Linked DNA regions of Sus scrofa: region 1 is linked to region 2. The links are chromatin contacts, called in public HiChIP or PLAC-seq maps. All regions are on one chromosome and are shown on one strand. Each heading gives the region's core, a stretch centred on a gene start, on an enhancer-like site or on the middle of the called end of the contact. The rest is flanking DNA. Distances are from core to core; before and after follow the strand shown. Region 1 overlaps LMNB1 (lamin-B1). Region 2 has its middle 48 kb from the start of GRAMD2B.

Region 1 (4,706 bases), core at 576-3,075, 350 kb before region 2:
TAGAGGGGACGGCTCACTCAATAAATATTGGCTCTCATCATTGTTCTGTCGTTCTATGGGTTTTATGAGCCACCGTCTGGGTTAGAACCTTCTGATCCCCTCCGATGGGATCCCCCAGCTCCCTAGGGCAGGCACTGAGGAGATGACTAACTTCTGTCAAAACTCTGCACCAGACAACCTATCTAGAACACTCTTGTGGGAAGTGGTATGTATCCAACCAGAGACAATATCACAATACCCCAGAGTGTCTGAGACTGAACTCTAAAAAGAATTTAGGAAACAGACAGGTCACCTACCATTTAATGGAAAATATTACTGCTACCAAAATGAACAAAACAAACAAAAAGAAGTATTTCCCTTCTCACAAGCATGGAAATTCTGCCACATTTTCAGTGTATTTATTGGCAGAATAATATTTTGCTAGAATGAAGGAAACCTGAGTCTGAAAACCTGGATTTGAATCATGGACATTACATGACACCTTGACAAACCTCTATGTCCTCATCTGTAGGGACACTTTGCTCTGGTCTTTCTAAGACCACATGAAAACAGATACCAAAGTTTTGCGCCCCGTAAGTTATTTTGCAATATAAAGGGCTATATGATGACAAAAGGAAGACTGCAGATGGGTACAAGCAGGTATTTTGTAAATGGCGAGAAAACCACATCAATTACTGAGTAGAAGAGACCCACTTCCTCTAAAGGTGCTCACTTGTAGCTTCCAGATCTTCCATCCACATTATAAATGGGAAGGGGCAAGAAACATTTACTAGGATAAAACTAAAAGAATTGGATCTGGGCCAACTTTCAGGTGACATGGATTGTTAACCTAATCTCAAGCTATACTTTTCACTAGACCACATGGAATCATACAGTTGGTTTACTTATTTTTCCTTTTTAAGGCCACACCTGCGGCGTATGGAGGTTCCCAGGCTGGGGTCAAATCAGAGCTGCAGCTGCTGGCCTGCAGCACAGCCACAGCCACACCAGATCCAAGCCGCATTTGCAACCTACACCACAGCTTGTGGTAACTCCGGATCCTTAACCAACTGAGCAAGGCCAGGAATCAAACCTGCATCATCACAGGTACTAGCTGGGTTCTTAACCCGCTGAGCCACAATGGGAACTCCTGGAATCATATTGTTGGTTTAGTGTTAATCACATAATGTCAATAACCTTACTGGGTAATTCAGTAGGTCCTAGGGCTGTGTTGTTCAATACGGCAGCCACATGGGCTTGTGAGCATTTGAAAGGTGGTTAGTTCCAACAGAGGTATGATGTAAGGTTAGCTCTAAGTATGAAGACTTGGTTCAAAAACAAAAAGAGTAAAATATCTAACAAAATGTTATACTGATCACATGTTGAAATAATAGTTTATGAGAAAATTTAAAATCACATATGTAGTTTCCTTATTTCTATCCTAGAGTTTTGAATTGATCTTTGCTACCGCCTTGCATTGTACAATTTAACGGAAAGATCACTTATGACTACCATGTTTCAAAGAGCTCCTTAACACATTTAATGCCAGCCACCAAAGGAAAAGAAAATGCATTACAGTATTTTACGTGAAAATTGAGTTCTCCACTAAACCTATAGAATATATATTTAGTCCCTGAGACACTATATCCAGGGGAAAAAGCAGATGATTGGCATAATGGTTTTATACCACTTTAAAGAGAGAGCACACTCAAATCTGAATCTTTGGAATTAAAATGTCAAACTCTTTCCACTACATTATGCAACTTCCATAAGACACGTAATAGGACTGAGCCATTTTCTCTCCTATAATAACTGCTAAAGAGAAGAAAAGACAGTGTGGTTAGGATATCTGTTCCCATTCTTACCCATTATTACAAAATTAGCATCTGATATTTTCACAATGTGGTGGCGAGTTCTACAAATATACTTTAAAAGAGAAGTTCTAACCTGTTAGAGCCTTTAATCTTAAACACTAAGGGAGGTTTCTATCAATCATAAAATTTTAAGACATGTGTTTAATATCCTTTTTTTTTTTTTTTTTTGGCTTTTTAGGGCCGCACCCTCCAATTCAATTAGGGGTTGAATTGGAGCTGCAGCTGCCTGCCTACAACACTACCACAGCAATACTGGATCCCAGCCATGTCTGCGACCTACACCGCAGCTCACGGCAACGCCAGATCCTCAACCCACTGAGGGAGGCCAGGGATCAAACCCGCATTTTCGTGCATACTAGTCAGATTCGTTTCCGCTGCCCCTCAACGGGAACGCCAAACATGTGTTTAATATTCTTAAAGAAGCAGCTATAAAAAGAAAGTCACTTCAGCATTCTTTAGGGAATGAAAACAGTAACCTGTTTAAAATCTGTATCAAAGTTAACATATTTTGTTTGCTACATCTACTTACTGAGTAAAAGTAAAGGAATCTTGTGTTTGCTCAATGAAGAATACTTCTCTAAAGTCAGCTCATGATTATTTAGGAACTATTACAGACGTGGCATTTCAGGACAGCAACGGAGAAAACAGAGTCAGAATGGCACAGGGTTCATCTCTCTCAAAATATCAACACCTCATATATTTGAAAGAAAAACCACGCTATCCTCGCTCGTGTATTAGGTTTAGAGACTGATACTTCGCAATAGTACTTATCACCTAGGAACTTCTGTTCAAAACACAGGTTCCCTGCCCCAACTAAGAGTGAGGAACGGCCTGGTCACCAGAAACACTCTCCAGATGACTGTGCTGCTTACCCCTAACAGGGCTAAAGCACCCCTAGTATTAACAGTTATCTCCTGACAGTTCTTTACGCCAAGCAGAACCTCCTGAACCACAGCAGGGCTACCACTATCAATCAAGAAGTAGCTATTCTGTTTTGTTTTCTGGGGAGCCAACAGGGAAGGAAGAGGAAGCTGCCTTCTATCCACTGAAGCAGACAAAAAGAACTCAAAGGTCAATTCTTTCGCTTTTATTAGTGTATTACCACTCTCAATCACATACAATTTTTAAAATGTTTAATAGCACTTGTAATTCCCTAATAATAACAAAAATGTTTTAAGGCCCATTCCTAAAATGTTTCTATTCAAGCCCAAATGGTTTTAATTACTTTAACTGTTGGTTAAGATAATCAAGTTAAATTAAATGATGACTAAATTAACTTACTGTAACAGTCTGGCCTGCCTTCAGCACATATCTTGAGGTATATTTGTAACTGACTGACGTGTCTCCAATTTTTCTGATCATCTCCCAGCCTCCCATTGGCTGATCCTATTGAAAGAACAAAATAAAATAAGGTGACTTCAAATATATAGAAAGTTAGGAAATAATTGCATAAATCAATCTATAGGCAGATAAACTAAGACAGTTTTATGGCTATCTTTCCATGGCTCATATTTTCCTACTATAAAAAGAAAATAAGCGAGTTCCCCTTGTAGCTGAGGGGCTAACCAATCCGACTGGGAACCATGAGATTGTGGGTTCGATCCCTGGCCTTGCTCAGTAGGTTAAGGATCCGGCATTGCCGTGAGCTGTGGCACAGGTCAGAGACGTGGCTCGGATCTGGCACTGCTGCGGCTGCCGGTGGCTACAGCTCCGATTAGACCCCTAGCCTGGGAACCTCCGTGTGCCGCAGGTACAACCCTAAGGAGGCAAAAAAAGACAAAAAAATAAAAATTTTTTAAAAAGAGAGAGAAAATATGGCTTTGTCATTCAGCAAAACAGGAACTTTGACAACGCTGCAGTTTTAATTATTAAGAAAATTAATTTTAAAGAGGACAAAACCGGAAGGAAAGGGAGGTGAACCAAACGAAATGGTCCTATTCAAAGCTAGATCAGGTGCATATTTTTAATTTACAATACAACCTAGTTTCATAATCATCTTTATAAACATCTAATATTTGATTGCCTTCAGCTTTTAAAATATAGACACCTAAGCTTGGAAAGAGAAGGAAGAAACTGGAAGAAACTATGTCAAACTATGCCCTTCTTCTTATGCACATGTACCACTTCTGCCCGTTATTTAACTCTTACCTTAAAGCCTAAAGGGCTCAAAAAGAGTCAGTGACATAATGAGCCAGTCCCAAGTGCCGGCTATCAACACCAGCCTGCAGGCTGCCCAGAGCTGCCTGACCTCTGAGGAACAGTGCAGGGTATTAAAGAAATTAGCTGCACTTATGTATTTATATCCATTTCTAACTCAAAGACAAGAATAAACAAGGCTGAGAGCCAGCTTCAAAACAGCTGCACACATGGCTGCAATGTCTTTTGAGAAACAGCCAAAATACTACAATGGAGCAGCAGATGCTACTTTGTTCTTTAGCTTCAACATCGTAACCAAGAGGGCTTGAAGCCTATGCTCTTCCTTATCAGAACTGCTAAAGCTCCTTTGCCCTTCCTAATTATTTATTCATCCACACACAAGTCAGTCTGAACAGCTTTGGTGAGAAAAGGAGTGCTTTTGCAAACATTTTACAAATCCCAAACCCACTTCTAGACGTGACATCCATCCCACTGCACCCCCCTGACCTCCCAGACCTGCCTTGTCTGGCATCGTCTCACACCCCTTCTCGGCCTCAGCTCAGTGAGGTCTCACCAAGGGCAGCCTCCATTACTGAGCTCTGAAAGCCCCAGCTCCAAGTTCAGGATTCCCTGCTATGAACATTTTATGTTTACCTTTAAACAAATATTTTCAAGACAGGGCTAAATCAAAACTGGTCATTCATTTACTCAGAGAGA
Region 2 (5,232 bases), core at 2,698-5,197:
GTGTCAGGCTAGATAGGAGGTGAGGAATTCATGACTGTATATTCTCCTCTTCCTTCTAGAGGTGGGGAGTTGGATGTGGAGGCACAAGATCAAACCAAAAGCATCAGCTAAAGAGAGCTTCAAAACCAGCTTTCTAAGGAATGGAATATAAATTTCCATTTATAAAGAATTTAGATTTCCTCTACAATTAAGTAACATAAATATTTATGCTTTAAGATTTATCTGATGGATTATGCTAGTATTTATCTGATGGATCAGGCTAGTATTAATAAGTTCATCTACTCTGAGCATAAACTGCTGCTATTTGAGCTAAGGAGCCTGTGGACTGGTTGTCACAGGGAGATTCGGACTTTATCAAGGAATCGCCATATGTGGAAAACCAGTGTTGGGTGTAATGTGAATTTACCCACATTTCTGGAGCAGGCTGTGTAATGCTGTGGTTTAGAATGTGGGCTTGGAGGTCAGGTTGCCTGGACTGGAAGGGTGGCTCCATTATTTCCTTGCTATGTTACTTTACAAAGGTACTTAACCTTTCCACGCCTCTGTAAGAATGGTAATGACAGTAGTATCATTAAAAGACCATCGTGAGCACTTGATGACAATGTTAAGTTCAAGCATGAAGCCTGAACATAGTGAGCATTCAGAAGACACTGTTGATGAGAAGGAGGGAAGATTATGATTGGAGCTGGTCATTTTCTCTGAAGTTGAGTGGATCATTATAATTGAAAGATAACAGTTTTCTTTTTTGAAGGTCACATCCCCTGTGTGTCTGCATGAGGCTTGTGGAAGACTTAACCGCAGAGAGAGAGAAGGTATTAATAATTTGGGGCCATGGACTGTTGACACTGATGCTAATGGCCTGGCCATTAGTCTAATATTTGAATGATCATATCTCAAGTCCCTTCCTCTTGCTTCAAGCTCTTTTATTCTGTGATTTCTAAGCTTGAAGAGGGGTTAATTCCTTTCCTAAGTTCTAAGCCCTTCTTTGAGAGGATACAGACAGACTGACTGTTGCCTATAATGGAAAATGATTTCTATCTGCAGCAGTTGGTCTCTTTAGGAAAAGTTTTACTGCCAGAAAGATTAGAAAGATGATCTTGCTGTTCCAGTAAACCATGGCAGTCTCAGACTTAAGGCAATCTTTCTTTTCATGCATTTGGTCCCTGTCGTATTAGGAAAAGAGACTTGAAAACCCACGTTCTCTGATTTGTAACATTTGTCAATGTCCAGGGTCTAAATACTCCTACCATGGCTGATTTTTAAGCTACCAACGTGATGCCACGGAACATGGCTTTAGGAAGAGGTGCTGACAACCTGCTTTGTGAATCAGTACAAGATGACTCTCTCACAATACAGTAAACATTTAAATGTTCCAACTTTAATGTTTGGTAAATATATGAATTTGGCTCCAGTGTTACGAGATTTAAAAAACTATTTAGGGAGGTCCTGTTGTGGTGCAGCGGAAGTGAATCCTACTAGGAACCATGAGGTTGGGGGTTTGATCCCTGGCTTCGCTCAGTGGGTGAAGGATGTGGTATTGCTGTGAGCTGTGGTGTCAGTCGTAGACTCGACCTTGCTGTGGCTGTGGTATAGGCCGGAAGCTGTAGGTCTGATTGGACCTGTAGCCTGGGAACCTCCATATCCCGAGGGTGTGGCCCTAAAAAGGACAAAAAAAAAAAAAAAGATAAAAAAAATTTAAGTAGCATTATCATTTGATAAATTGCATAACATAGTATATTCTATTTTGTTTGATTTTATATTAATTGTTAATTATTACCAGGGAAATATTTATGAGCATACGCCAGGGCCACAGCAATGCGGGATCGGAGCTGCGTCTGGGACCCACACCACAGCTCACAGCAACACCGGATCCTTAACCCACTGAGCAAGGCCAGGGATCGAACCCACAACCTCATGATTCCTAGTCGTTAACCACTGAGCCACGACAGGAACTCCATGGCAGCATTTTTTTCTTTCCATAACATTTTTAAAATGTACTTTGTTCATAAAACAAAATACTTAAAATGCAAAGAAAAAAATTTAAAAATCAGCTGTAATCCTCAGTTCCCAGAGGTAATCACATCAGATATTTTAACATCATCAAAATTATGCTTTCCTCTAACGAATTGTTTGGCAATCTTGGAAACATACCCAACATGTACTAAACAAATTTTTATTATTTTTAAGAGGACTTGCAATCAAAATGAGGAACAAACAGGCACATCTTCTCAGTTCCCTCCCCACAGTTGGAGCACAAGGGGCCGGAGGCGTTGACATAGAACCAGAAAAGACATGTTCCGAGAACTCCATGAAGCAGATGTGAGGAAGATTTGTTTGGAATAAACGTACCTCTGGCCAAGATGGTTCTGAGATTCGTCTAGAAACTAGATGGTAGATGATGAGATTTTGAAACAAATTGGGACCTAAAGATACTTCAGGATACAGACCCAGAGGGGTTAGACCATCTACCCCAAGTCACACGAAGAATTAGTGGCACATCTGGTGCTGCCTTCCTGACTCTCCCTTCACTCCTGGCCTGGTAACCTGTTCACACCATATAGCTCCATACCATTCCTCCTCCTGTCACTCACAGGACAGTGAAAACATACCACGGACCCCCAGCAACAGCCCAGCCTGTCTCCTATTGTCTTCATACAGAGCAAGAGAGGGCCGTGATCATATAATCTACAGCCTTTCACTCTCCACTGCTATTGAGTAAGGTAACAATTCTTTTTTTTTTTTTTACTCTTAGGCATTAACTTTTTTTTTTTTTTTTGGTCTTTTCCGGGCTGCTCCTGTGGCATATGGAGGTTCCCAAACTAGGAGTCTAATGGGAGATATAGCTGCTGGCCTACACCACAGAGCAACATGGGATCTGAGCCTCATCTACAACCTACACCACAGCTCACGGCAACACCAGATCCTTAACCCACTGAGCGAGGCCAGGGATCGAATCTGCAACCTCATGGTTCCTAGTAGGATTTGTTAACCACTGAGTCAAGATGGCACCTCCTCTTAGGCATTAACTTTTTAGTGTTTTATTGTTAATTATAATATTTTAAAATGTCCTCAGTTCTTGGAGTTCCCCTTCATGGAGTTCAAAGGTCCCTTTCAAAAGTTCCCTTTGCAAAGTTCCCATTGTGACTCAGCAGTAACGAACCTTGACTGGTACCCATGAGGACGCAGGTTTGATCCCTGGCCTCGCTCAGTGGGTTAAGGATCTGGGTGTTACTTGAAGCTGTGGTATAGGTTACAAAGGTGGCTTGGATCTGCCATTGCTGTGGCTGTGGCTGTGGTGCAGGCCAACAGCTACAGCTCTGATTTGACCCCTAGTCTGGAAACTTCCATATGCTGTGGGTGTGCCCTTAAAAAAAAAAAAAAAATCTTCAATTCCTTGAATTTCAGGGATTTTTCACCCCATATTTTGCTACTGGATTCCAGGGCCAGCACATATTTTATTAACAGCCCAGATCCTTTGTGTTTGAATCTTTACAATGCCACTTCGTTTTCTAAACTGTAAAATGGGAATAATAATAGTATTTACCTAATAGGTATATTGGGAAAGGAAATTAGTTAATACTTATAAAGACTGAATATTTGCCTGGCAAATAATGAGAACTCAGTAAGTTGCCATAAATATTACTGCCAACATTTATAATTCTTTTAACCAACATGTATAATAAAATCGTAGGGCCTTTATAAAGTAACTAGTTGTATGTTTTCAAAAATTTAAAAATAGCCTAAGATATAATTTACATAGAGTCTATCTGTTCAAAGTGTATGATTTGGTGGTTTTTCGTTTATTTACCAAGTTACACAACCACCACCACCAGCTAATTTTGGAACATTTTCATCACTCCAGAAAGAAACCTTGTACCCAATGGCAGTTATTTTCCATTCCTCTGACTTCTCTTTTCTCTGCCTGTAGGCAACCACTAATCTGCTGATGCTCTCTCTCTTTATATATGAGACAATTCATTCTCAGCTCTAGAGAGAGGAAGTACCTACTCTGGATACTTCATATAAGTGGGATTATACTATATGTGATCTTTTGTGACTGGCTTCTTTCACTTAGCAGGTTCACAGGTTTCCGCCGTATAGTAGCATGTATCAGTAATTCATTCCATTATATGACCAAATAATATTCCACTGTATGCGTATAATTTTATTTATCCATTCTTGAGGTGATGGATATTTGAATTGTTTCCACATTTGAGCTTTATGAAAAATTCCGCTATGGAAATTTGTGCACAAGTTTTGTGTGAACATGTATTTTCAATTATCTTGGTTATATGCCTAGGGGTGAAATTGCTCTATTTAACTTTTTGAGGAACTACCAAACTGTTTTCCAAAGTGACTGCCCCATTTTACATTCCAGCCAGCAATGGCTGAGAGCTCCAATGTCACCACATGCCTGCCAACATTTATTATTATTATTATTTTTTGGTCATAGGCATTCTTGTGGATGTGAAATGGGGTCTCATATTTTTGATTTGAATCTTCCTAATGACAAATCATGTTGAGCATTTTTTTTCTGTGCTTATTGGCTATTTATCTCTCTTTTTTTTGGAGAAAAATCTATTTAATACTTTGCCCATTGGACTGTCTTTTTATTACTGAGTTGTATCCTTTATATATTCTGAATGTATTCATGTATATAGAATGTATATAGTCTCTTTTCTGATATATAAGTTGCAATACTTTCTCCTAGTCTATAGATTGTCTCTTCATTTCTTTTTTTTTTTTTTTTTTTTTTGTTGTTGTTGTTGTTGTTGTTATTGTTGCTATTTCTTGGGCCGCTCCTGCGGCATATGGAGGTTCCCAGGCTAGGGGTTGAATCGGAGCTGTAGCCACCGGCCTACACCAGAGCCACAGCAACGTGGGATCCGAGCTGCGTCTGCAACCTACACCACAGCTCACGGCAACGCCGGATCGTTAACCCACTGAGCAAGGGCAGGGACCGAACTCGCAACCTCATGGTTCCTAGTCGGATTCGTTAACCACTGCGCCACGACGGGAACTCCATTTCTTGATGATGTCCTTTGAAGCAAAAACGTTTTAATTTTGATAACATCCAATTTATCAGTCTTGTATCACTTGAGCTTTTTGTGTTGTACTTAAGGAATAGTTGCCTAACCCGAGGTTATGAAGACTTACTCCTATGCTTTTTCTAAGAGTTTTATAGTTTTAGCATTTATATTAGTGCAAGATCTTTGAGCCACTTTGAGTTAA

The links. HiChIP or PLAC-seq counts read pairs in DNA pulled down with a chosen protein or histone mark.
Region 1: a contact with region 2 is called in an H3K27ac HiChIP or PLAC-seq map of alveolar macrophages. The contact joins two enhancer-like sites.

Annotation. Positions count from the first base shown.
Region 1 is chr2:129,846,825-129,851,530 of Sscrofa11.1, reverse strand. It overlaps LMNB1 (lamin-B1), which reads right to left. Exons shown (of 11, transcript XM_003123882.5): 8 at 3,135-3,239. Among named protein-coding and RNA genes, the nearest start is that of LMNB1, 42 kb to the right of the region's middle. Within about 2 kb of position 1,825, at least 2 of the 83 cell types and tissues checked have an H3K27ac peak or open chromatin away from gene starts, as enhancers often do. A contact at or near this core is called in alveolar macrophages, where this site is marked.
Region 2 is chr2:129,498,781-129,504,012 of Sscrofa11.1, reverse strand. No RefSeq gene overlaps it. Among named protein-coding and RNA genes, the nearest start is that of GRAMD2B, 48 kb to the left of the region's middle. Within about 2 kb of position 3,947, at least 2 of the 83 cell types and tissues checked have an H3K27ac peak or open chromatin away from gene starts, as enhancers often do. A contact at or near this core is called in alveolar macrophages, where this site is marked.